Linked DNA regions of Capra hircus: region 2 is linked to region 1. A link is a contact called in public Hi-C data. All regions are on one chromosome and are shown on one strand. The core of a region is the stretch at or near the end of the contact, and the rest is flanking DNA. Distances in the headings are between cores, read along the strand shown.

Region 1 (5,683 bases), core at 2,142-4,641:
ATGGGTAGGAAAGACAGTTCTCTTTTTGAGGGAGGGCACCTGTCTCCAGAATGAAACACCACTGGAGCTGGGCTCTTATAGGCTGAATTACTTGGCCAGTGAGAGCGCTCTATTGCCTTGCTGTGTTAACAGCAGGCTCAGGTCCAAGCAGATGTGACTGAGTGTTGTAATAACCAAGGTAATCTTGCTGCTGAGTCTGATCACCCATGAGGATTGGCCTGGAAATAGGAAGCTGGGAAGCAGGTTGCTGTGTAAATCACTGTGCATAGCCAACTTCACTTTTCTGGGGCTTCTAGAAGCTACTCTGAGAGGACTCTTGAACCTTTATCTAGGAAAATGTTGGCTAGACTGGGCCCAGGATAGGTACTGGAGTGGGGCTGTTTAGGGGAAGGATGAAAGGCCGTACCCTATCTGTCCCTGAAGAAGCATTGCCAACCAGATTCATTTAGGCTAGTGAAAAAGCAGCTGGCCCTTTAGCTGAACTAACCCCTCAGGAGCCTCAGGTACTACTTGTGTGGGTGGAGGGTTCAGATTCTCTGAAGTCATGGGGCTGATGGGGTAACAGTGACTTTTCAAAATCCTTTCTCATTCATTCTTTCATTGGTTCCCTCCTTCTTTCTCATGAGATCATCAGAACAGGGATTGAGTTAAAGGTTTTGTTTGTTTTTCTACTCTGCCACACTGCCTTCTTGCATAAAACTGAGAAAGGAGGAAAGATACGAGACAGGAGGCTGGGTTCTGGCCTTGCCTTTGCCAGTACTGGTCTGAGACCATGAGCCATTTGCCCTTGGTCTCACTGCCTATTCTTGGCTGAGGGGAGGCTTGGGAGAGCTGGATAAGACTCCCAGCTGTGTGTGTGTTCTGTGTTGCTTCCTTCTTAGCTTACAGACAACTCGGATCAGAAAGAGTTGCATGTTTGGGGGTGATTGGCTTACACCTGCGCGGCACCCCCCGCCCCCAGAGAATGTGTTCTAAATAATATGGAGTTACTTAAAGTTCCCCTGGCTGTTTTCTCATCTGCATAGTGGAGGGTTGATAATGATAGGGTAGGGTAAATGTGAAGATTAAATGAGATAATGTAAGAAAAGGTCTTTGAAGATTTTATCATCATCATCATGACAATGCCTAAACGACTGCCTTAGAATTCAAGGAACCGAACTGAATATTCTCTTAGATCTGAATCAGTAGCATTTTTCCAGTGGGGACAGGGAGGAGGACAGGACATAGGTTCGTTTGGGAAAGTCACATTTGGGTAGGTGCAGAGGAGAGGCTGCTCTTGTTTACTCTGGCATTGATGACAGTTTTCCTTTTCTTTTAAGCATGATGACCGTGAAGGCGAAGGCAGTGAGAAGTGGGTGAGCCGGGGCCGGGGCCGAGGAGCCTTCCCTCGAGGTCGAGGCCGGTTCATGTTCCGGAAATCCAGCACCAGCCCCAAGTGGGCCCATGACAAGTTCAGTGGGGAGGAAGGGGAGATTGAAGACGATGAGAGTGGGACAGAGAACCGAGAAGAGAAGGACAATTTACAGCCGACAACTGAGTAGCGGCCACTCTTGCTGGGAGCCCCTGCCCGAGGGAGAGAGGCGCCGGGAGACGGCTGGTGAGGAGCTAAACAGAGGAGCCTCAAGAAGATTCTGAAAATCCCACCCCTACCCCCCACCAGCCATGCAAAGTATCCTACAACTGCCGAAGAGCATCCTGGCGTCCCACCAGACAGAGGCAGCTGGCCTGGGGTGAGGCCCAGCTCTTGAGCAGAACACACCATGTTGGGCTTTAGCTACGTGTTTCTTGTTTCTTGTTGGTGTGTGGGGTGGGGGCTGGGGTAGGGAGGGCAGAGCGATAACTTGGATTTTGGTTTGTTCCCTGTTAGAAACCAACAGTTTTATTCTTTATTTCATTTCATTTGGAGCTGAGGACTAATTTGATTTTCAGTCTCTTTATCCTTATTTTAAAAGCCCCCTTTTTTATTTTTTAGGCATATATAGTAACATTAGCAGAAAGATTTAATTTGGGCAACTTTGATTCTTAAAAGAGAAAACAAAGCATGTGAATAAATATTGATGTGTTCACCTCAGTTTGGGACCAAACTGCGTGGGTCTTTGTAAAACTTGGTTTTGTATGTCGAGGAGGAGTTCAAGGCCTTTCTGACCACCTTGTGTTCCCCTTTTCTGCGCAGCCATGTATCATGTGGTGTTGCTCCTAACCACACCCCATGTGCGCACCTCCCCTCCCCCCAGTATTTTCTGATTTCTTGTGGGCTGGGCTTCCCCTTCTCCACCAGCAGCTCCAGTATCCCAAACTTTCTAGTCCTGCTGATCCTCTCAGCAACAGGGGTGGAAACTGGATGGCAGTTTCTGGTCTGTTTTCTAAGAAACTTCTGACTTCTATTATCTTTACAAATATAAGATGAGAAAATAATTTTTTCAATATTTTTTATTAATCTTTTTATAAAATGAAAAGAAACTCCTATGATCGATTAAGGAAGGTGGTTATGGCTGGGTGGTTTGTGGGGGTTTTTTGTTTTGTGTTTTTTTCTTTTCCCTTTTTTTTTTTTTTTAAACCTTAAGCTTTAAGTTGAAACATTCTCCGATGTTTGGGGGGAAAACATCCTCTTAAAATTGGTCCTTGTGCTTGCCTTCTGGGGAGGCGGTCCTGAGCAGGTGAATCATATGGCATTTATGCATATGTTATATGCGGACTGCACCCACTTCTCCCCCCCCAACCTTTGCCTCCTGGGTTGTTATGCTACTTTCCCCTTACTTTGCTACATTTCTATAGTTAAGTTGGTTTTACTTGAATGATTCATGTTTGGGGGGGGGAATGAAAATACCCTTAAAATTTGTTTCAACTCCTCCTGCAAATAAAAAAATAAATGAAGTGGCAGATGCAAATGGCTCTGGTCATTGTCACCCTGAGTGGGTGTGGGTGGGTGTGGTGGGGGCAGGTGGTGGATGTCCCCCATAGCAACTTCAGGGAACCAGAAAGATGAAATGTCTGCGGGGCTGGGCCCAGACTCTTGCAGCCCCATCCCCTCCAGCTGCACACAAGATTGTTCTGGGAGGAGCCTCAGCCAATCTGTGTTGGGTAATAACTCCTCATTCCCATTCCAGTGATTTTGCTTCATATCCTGTTCCTTAGACACCCTAGGAGAACCAGATTTTTCCACTCTGGTGTCATTGTAAGCAAGGACTTTGGCTTCCAAAGCAGTGGGGCAGGAGTCAAGGGGTGTGGATGACATGCTTGGCCTTCTGTGTGTTCACCACTAAGCAGGAAGATGATCTGAAAGTTAGCCTGGCCCACCTGGGACTGGCACTAACCTTTGCCAGCTCTGGCCTTTGCCAGCTCTGGCCTTGGCTGTAGGAAACCACGAGCCTTGAAAGCTCCGGAAGTTGCCTTCCTGTCTTCCCCTGAGGAGAATCCCGTGGTGTTTCCTGAAACCAAGCTAGGCCCCATTGGCCTGAAGAAAGGGTTTTTAAGCTCCTCCTCTCCCCTTGAAGGGACTACAGGGAGAATACACCTTCCAGGGAAAGCAGCAATAACTTTGTGCACACTGAGCAACCACCCACTCCACCCATCCAGGACCCGTCTAAGAGCGGTTGCTGCCTGCTGGGGGCCCCACCCTGGTATGCTGTCGACTCCCATGCAGCTAAGAACCAGGAGAGGGTAAGCCAGGGACGGCTCTGTGCCAGTGGCGTGTCGGAGACTCAGCCAAGGCTAGGATAAGGAGGGGAGGTAGTTGGGCAGATAGCTTGTCGGGGAGCTGTGACCCCAGCACTGGCCAGAGGTCCTGGAGTCCTTACCCATAGTTTGGGGACCGAACCTGCCGATCCGGGCCGCCCCCTCCCACACCCACTCCCTGCACCGGAGCCCAACCTATGGGCTTGCGTCTCCGCCTCCTTGGCTTCACAATCTCGCGGCTAGTCCCAACCTACCTGGACCCAGTACTCGGCTGCTAACGCTACCACACCATCCTCCCTGCTCGGCTCCGGAAGGAGCCCCGGAAGCCATGGGTATGTGCAGAGGGTTTGGGGTGGCTCTTCTGCCTGGAAATAGCATTAAAAGCCTACACCACTACTACGCTCTCTCGCTGTCCACACTGGGTCCGGGACTCGCGCCAGGGCCAGTCAGCCCCACTGGGCTCTTCTGAACCGCGTGCCCGCGCCATCCTCCGCCCGCAGAGGTGCTGGTCCTAGCCGGTTATCGCGCGGAGAAGGAGGAAGAGCTGAGCCTGGCGCCTGGTGACGTGATCCGGCAGGTGTGCAAGGGGCCCGCACGGGGCTGGATGCGTGGAGAGCTGGGAGGCCGCTGTGGCCTCTTCCCGGAGTCCCTGGTGCAGGTGAGGTAGAGCTGGAGGTCAGGCGGGGTTTCTCTGCGCGCTCCCCAGGGAGCTGAGAGCCCCTCTCTCGGTGCGCTCTTTCACAGGAGATCCCGGAGACTCTCCGCTGCTCGGGGGAGGCGCCGAGACCGCGCTGTGCGCGCCGCCGAGGTGAGCGCGGGTGCACGTGGATACGCGCGCGCGGAGCCCCAGCGCCCAGGTTGTCCCCAACTCGCCTTGAAGGGCGCGGCTCTGGGCGGGGCTGCGCGGCCACGGCGCGACCCGTGATTGGTTCTCAAGTACAATGCTCCGCCCTGGGGTGGGGCCTAGACGCAGGAAGGGTGAGAGCGCGTCCCGCCCCTCCCCCAGCTCCGCGGATTGGAGCGTGAGACTCAAGCTGCTTCACTCTCGACCGATACCAGGTTGCTCAGTCAAATTTCTGGGCCCCCGAAAATGGTGCAAGGCAAACTTCAACTACACTCCGGAGCAAGCGGACGAGCTGCAGTTGCAAGCTGGGGAGATTGTGGAAGTGATAAAGGAGGTGAGGGGATGAGGTGATGGATGAGAGGGGTTTGAGGGGAGACGATGGAATCTCTGGGTGAGGAGACATGGGTGCCGTGAGGTTGTGGGTGATGGAATTGATGAGGGGCACAGAAATGGGAAAGTGAGGAGGCAAGGGAGGAGAGGGGTCATCTGGGAAGAATCGGGGTGAATCAGGGTTTAAGATTGCTAGGGAGGCCCTTGGGGCAGGACTAGATGCCCCTGCGTCCTCCCCACTTCCCAGATTGAGGACGGCTGGTGGCTGGGGAAGAAGAACGGGCAGCTGGGAGCCTTCCCATCCAACTTTGTGGAGTTGCTGGACAGTGGGCCCCCAAGTGAGACCTGGACCCTGTGACCCCGTGAACCCCTGTGACCAGACTACAATCTTCAGTGACCTGCCCCAGTGGCCTGAACCTGTGATCTGCACATCTTGCCCTATGACCCCTTTGACCTTTCCCATGACCTCAACTGCATTAGCACCCTCCCTAACCTCACTATCCCCCACCAGGCCTTGGCAATCCAGACATCCCTTCAGTCATCCTTGGTCCCCAGCGGCCTCCCAAGGTAAAGTGGGTGGAGTGGGCAGAGTTGGTCAGTTCCTCTTAGGGGGTTGGAGGCTCAGCTTTGTCCTTCCCCTGCCCCCACTAGCTGAGCAGCCTGACCTATGACAGCCCTCCAGATTACCTGCAGACAGGTGAGCACCCCGCCAAAGGGTCCCTCAAAATCCTCTTCCCCAAGCCCCTGTGACTTGGGGGAGGGGGTGCCCAGGTAGGCTGATGGAGGAGGGAGCCTATGACTTGTGCAGGGAGGGGATTTGGCGTCAGTGAACTG
Region 2 (5,617 bases), core at 1,183-3,682, 82 kb after region 1:
AGGCTCTGCGCGGGGCCTGCGTGGAGTCCCGTCACGGCCTTGCTTCCTCTGCATCTGAGGTGACAGCTTCCAGTGTGCCAGGCTGTATAAACTGGGTCCCGACGGTTTGAGGCGATTGCCTTTTCCACTTATGTCAGACTCACAAGGCTGAAGACATCCCAGAGAGCTCTGAAATTCTGTGACGATCCACGGGCATCTGTGAGCAGCAGGCCCCCCTGAGCCAAGCTTGTCATGAAGGTGGCAACAGGAGCACCGTCTTGCTGACTCTGGGCTCCAGATGCTCTGAGTGCCATAAAACCAGGAAGAAAATGGGGAAGGGTCCAATTTCAAAGCCAGAATATATTTTGCTGAAAATATGGATATGCGTGTTGCCTTCCGGACAGTGTGCTCCCCGAGGGAGACCCGCACAGTTTATTAGGACGGAAATGGGAACAAGAGGGTAAGGGCTTCGCTTAGTAGAAAACTAGCAGCATCGTGTGGTTCCCTGGGGGGCACCCCCGGGGTCCTCATCAAGCGGCCTCTCCACAGGGGAGGGGTGCCTGGTCAGCACAGCTATAACTCATCCATCATGGCGAGCCAGTCGTCGCCCTTGCTAGCGCTCCGCCTTGACTGGTCCGTGATCTCAAACTCCCCCATGATCCGCTCCAGCTCTTGGTTCGTCTGCTGGTCCTGTGAGAGGAGAGGAGGGAGAGAATGAAGAAACATGTGGGCATGATGGCCTATCTGTGCAGCTGGTGGTTCATTTTCCCACCCCTGTGATGCACTTCGGTTCCTCACCTGTTTGTCAGGAAAGGGACTATGTTACATGCTGATTAGAGAGGAGGAGGAGGGAGGGCCTTTGAAGTTCATTGTTATTATAAGAACAGGAGGGGAATAAGATTTGACTTGTATAATCGCCTGCACGCACCTGAGTAGCTTGGATGTTGATAACTTCGTAGGATAACTCTTCTGGCCTGGTGAGCGCTGCTTGTCTATACGAGAGGGTCGAGAAACGGGTCAAAGGTTAGGATTTTCCTCCCTGCCAGCGTGGCAAATTGGTCCTTGATAATCTGGTAACCTATTTTTTTTCTCTCTCTTCAACTTTCTACCCTCTCCCCAACCAATACACCCTACGCTCCAGGAAGTCAAGTCCTTTTATGTCTCTGCTTTTGCACATACTAAAGTCTGCCAAGAATAACTTTTCCCCTTCCTCTGCTTGGCAAACTCTGAGACCCAGCTCAGTTGCCAACTTCTTCAATCTGCTGGGGCCAAGTCAGTCCCTGTGTCCCTCACTGGAGCACGTGCGACATGGCGCATGTGTTCATGCTCCTGCAATGCCGGGAGGACCTGAGGACAGGCCCCAGGTGTTGTGCGCCATCCTTGGGTCCCTACACTTCCCACAGGGCCTGCCTCTCCAAAGGAGAGAGAAATAGAAGGCGCCCACCCCCACCCCAAATACATGGCTGTGAGAACAATTGCATGAGATAATGAACCCAGAAGTTCTCTGGAAACAGTAAGGCACGTGTAAGTCTCAGTGAATTACCACCGCTATTGGTTCTGGGGGCGACTGTCTCATCCTGAAGATGTCATGCTCCAACCTCCTTCTGGTTTCTTAACAGTCTTTTTTAAAATAGGATTATCTTGACTTCCAATTCTCTTGAGCTGCGCTTTGCTAAATAAAACATTAGAGCTACTTTTTTTTTTTTTTTTTAACAAATCCAGAAGATTCAGGCTATTTAATACTAGTGGATTCTTCTTTAACTAAGGTTGTTGAGTTTGCTGACCTTTCATTTTTGATCTTTACATCTGTGTTTATAAGTGATAAGAGCCACTTATTTGGTTTATGATGGTCATTTTTTGGTTCTTACCACACTTAGGATTTTTACATAAGTATTTAAAGAAACAGGTTGAAAACATACTCCTCCTCTTCATCAGTGGTGAAGAGATTCAACCGGAATCCTGGCTCAGGGCCACTGGGTTTCTGAATCTCCATGCCTCCTATCAGCCTGGCCAGGAGATTCAGCTCTTCTTTAGCAAGAGGGTTTGGAACTATGCTTTCCTGCAAAATCAATTTCATGATTTTTAGCCACGTGAAGGTGATTCAATTCCCTGCTGATACCCCAGAGACCCCGGGTGGTATTTCAAAACAAGGCAAAACAGTAACTGTCTAAATGATTTCTGGGAAGGACTGGGCCCACATGAAGCATAGGAAATAGAACCAGAAGAGAAATAACCCATGTCAGAAGCAGAGGGACAAGCCGGAGATTCTCACACTTTCAAGATGAGTGAAAGGCCCCAGGGATCCTCGTTCTCCTCAAACCACCTTCCTTCCTTCCTCTTTGAAGGAGAATGCTGCTTCCTCTTCAGGCAGTCTAGTTCCCCCAGCCTTTACCCGTGGCCTGGGTGAAGCCTCCAGGTCCAAGGGCACGCGTTCCACGGGAGCGACCACACTGCCCTCCGGTGGTGACTGGTGAGCACACCCTCGTATCCCTTCTCTCTTGTGGCTCCCTCTCTCGCGGCCTGGCCCCTCTGCCGCCTGCACCCTCCTCCTACCTGGCTCTCTCTAACCCGGCTTTTCCCCTGCTTCGCCTCTGGAATCAGGCCCTGTGTGCCTGTCTGGGCGGGTCTCTGGCCACTGCTGCTATCGCCTTATGATCCAGCTACACGAGAGGGACGCTGACTGCCTGCTTCCCCCGAGGAGCATGCCTCTGGTGCCTTTGCTCGTCCTGTCATCTTGGTTTCTGTGCCTTTCTCTCCTTCTGAGCTGTTTAGTATCTGCCTCACTCCAGAGCTCCACTTGAAGGTCACCTTCTCCGAAAAGCCTTCCTGTTCCCTGTCCAGGGGGTTCCTTCCCACCCCCTGGACAGGATATGTGTTCTGACACAGCTCTTTGCTCAGAATGCTCAGCAAGTTCACCTTCTGTCTTCCACCAGGTTATAGTTATTTGTTCCTATCGCTGTCTTTATAAGCCTAGCGTATTACAAGGCCCTTCAGGAAGGGACCAAATCTAAGCCAGCTCTGTGTCCTGGGAACCCCTCCCGCTGCCCCCAATAGACATAGTTCAATAAATGTTTATAGCATAACTGAATTGTCCATGATTTGGCCTATAGCTAGATGATAGCTAGTTCAGTGAAAATTTGTACAAAAGAATTCAGAGAACCCCAACCTCATTTTGAACTCAACTTTCACATCATTACACAAGGAAGCAGGGAAAGGGGATGTTTTAACAATCAGAATACACACAAGTGCTGAACTCAGCAGCCACGGACCTCACGGCACTGGTACAATGCTGTTTCACATGTCCTTATGTGTGGTTCCTGCTTAATTATGGTGGTGGAGACAAGCTTAAAATTACCTAATTAGTCAGATCACTAGAAGTCTCCATGAGAAACTATAATTTAAAACCTGTGTACTGGTAAGGCGGAATGGAGAAGACTGCAAACAAGGAGGGAGCCTTGGCCAGCTCTGAACTCTAGAGACCCCTCCCTTCTCCCTATCCAGACTCTTGTATCTAGAAATTAGCTCTGAAGGTAAACACGGGAGGCAGAAGCTTACCTGCGTCCGTGAAGCTAAGTTCTTTGATGCTGCAGACATGTGGGTTTCCACGGGCCGGTTCACGCTATACCTGGTGGCAACGGAAAACCACAAAAGCACTGTCCAGGCCTTTTGCCCTTCTAACTCATAAATATAGTGCATAGCTTTTACTTTGAGGTATTAAAAAGCATCCAGAAAGGTGCTGGGGATACAGACTATAACTAAGCGGGTGTCAACCACTCAAGTTTTGCTTCTTCCCAAATCAAAATACCTAGGAAGCTGTATGGCGATTTTTCCTCTTGCAAAGTAATGTGTATTTCTGGAAAAAAACATGATCGGTACATGAAGGCCAAGGCCTTTTGGGTCTCTACTGCATTAAAAGGTTTCGGCTAGTTCTCTTGTACGGCTATTTTAAGTTATTTATCTTTTTGACCTGCTAATCTACCTTCTGGTGGAAGATCCGAGGTGCCCTTTGGAAATGCCGGGGCCCTGCCTGCCGTGTCTCTAAGAGGAAATGCCTTCAATTGTCAGCAGGGGTTTTTCACTGCAGAAGTCAAGCCAGTTCTTTAAATGAAGGGACCTCTGCTGCACGGGAACTCATTAGGGGAAGGAAGAATTTGCTTACATATTAGTTCCCAGCTTCAGGACTCGGTCTCCATAGAGCTCGAGAGACCCTTCTTTGAGGGCAGCGACATAGCTCCCGCCGTGCTTAAATTCTGTCTTCTTCACTTCTTTGCCTTTGTTGTTGAATGTTCTACAAGACGAAGTAGGACATGATGGGACTTCCCTGGTGGTCTAGTGGTTAGGAATTCACCGTGCGATGCATGGGCTTGAATTTTGGTTGGGGAACTAAGATCCCATATGCCACAGAGCAGCTAAGCCTGCACGCTACAGCTACTAAGCCTGCACGCTCTGTGCGCCAAGACTCGAGAGCCCGTGTTTCCACAAGCGATCCCACCTGCCACAAGTAAGACCTGATGCAGCCAAATGAAGAAATATTAAAAAGAGAAAACAAAGGAGGACGTGATGACATGCTCTCCAAGCCTGGAGAGTCCCGGAGGCTTCATTATTCTTTGTGCTATGGGACCAAAGGGAATTTACACACTGCTTCAAGATAAAGACGCTAGCTGATATAACGGGGTGTGTGTGTGTGTGCGCGTGTGTGTGTGTGCGTGCGTGTGCGTGTGTGTGACTTTGCGGCCCCAAGGACTGTAGCATGCCAGGCTCCTTTGTCTGTCAAATTTTCCAGGCAAGAATACTGAAGCAGGTTGCCATTTCCTACTCCAGGGGATCTTCCCGACCCAGACCCAGGATCGAATCCACTCCTCTTGCATCTCCTGCATTGGCAGGTGGATTCTTCACCACTAACGCCAGCTGGGTGATAGTAATACAATAATAATGATAATAATATTTATTGAGTATATGCTATGTACTGGGTGGTGTGTAGCACTTTAGAGCATTACATTTAGATAATATGAGTATTATCATATTCATCCTCACAGTAGACATTCAATAGATGAAGAAATAAATCTTGGAGTATCTGCTAGGTGACAAGCTGGGATTAAACCTTACCGCCTCTTTGCTATGCTTTAACTGGAGAAAGGGAGGGGCTGAGTATGGCTGCAGTCTATGTGGCGGCCCACATATTGGTTTCCCGGCCCCCTGAACACTGGTCTGACAATTACTGTTGAGCATTCATTCACCTGATGAGTCCAGGGACTTCAGTTCCCCAGGGAACGGGCCCAGACACTGGCAACACAAAGCGACCATTGGAATTCTGAACTTTGTCCTTTAGAAATATGGACACCTGGGGGAAAAAGAGATACTTGGTGTCATTTTCTTGGCATATTTCCACAGACATATGCATTCTGAGGATGGGAAGTGTATAATGGCTTAAGACAAGAGAGAAAAACACACCATAACAAACACCTGCAGAGTACAGTGTTTTCACAAACAGAACCTCTTTGGAGCCACATAACAAATCTTCCAGGGAGGTAGTACTGCTGTGCTGTGCTTAGTCGCTCGGTCGTGTCCAACTCATTGTGTCCCCATGGACTGCAGCCCGCCAGGCTCCTCTGTCCATGGGGTTCTCCAGGAATACTGG

What was found. A called contact is a pair of places that touch in the nucleus more often than the background predicts.
Region 2: a contact with region 1 is called in a Hi-C map of liver, with 3 times the contacts expected there. The contact joins the enhancer-like site here to the promoter of SH3D21 in region 1. A contact is called at or near these places in 2 of 5 Hi-C or Micro-C datasets (blood and liver).

The regions. Positions count from the first base shown.
Region 1 is chr3:11,268,182-11,273,864 of ARS1.2, forward strand. It overlaps SH3D21 (SH3 domain-containing protein 21), which reads left to right and starts at 3,392. Exons shown (of 16, transcript XM_018041709.1): 1 at 3,392-3,660; 2 at 4,176-4,333; 3 at 4,420-4,483; 4 at 4,735-4,853; 5 at 5,097-5,187; 6 at 5,361-5,416; 7 at 5,501-5,546. The coding sequence starts at 4,280. It overlaps THRAP3 (thyroid hormone receptor-associated protein 3), which reads left to right. Exons shown (of 12, transcript XM_005678698.3): 12 at 1,320-2,884. The coding sequence ends at 1,541.
Region 2 is chr3:11,351,324-11,356,940 of ARS1.2, forward strand. It overlaps OSCP1 (protein OSCP1), which reads right to left. Exons shown (of 10, transcript XM_005678691.2): 5 at 5,217-5,320; 6 at 4,139-4,267; 7 at 3,535-3,604; 8 at 1,899-2,038; 9 at 908-971; 10 at 320-669. The coding sequence ends at 553. Among named protein-coding and RNA genes, the nearest start is that of LSM10, 12 kb to the left of the region's middle. Within about 2 kb of position 2,433, at least 3 of the 5 cell types and tissues checked have an H3K27ac peak or open chromatin away from gene starts, as enhancers often do.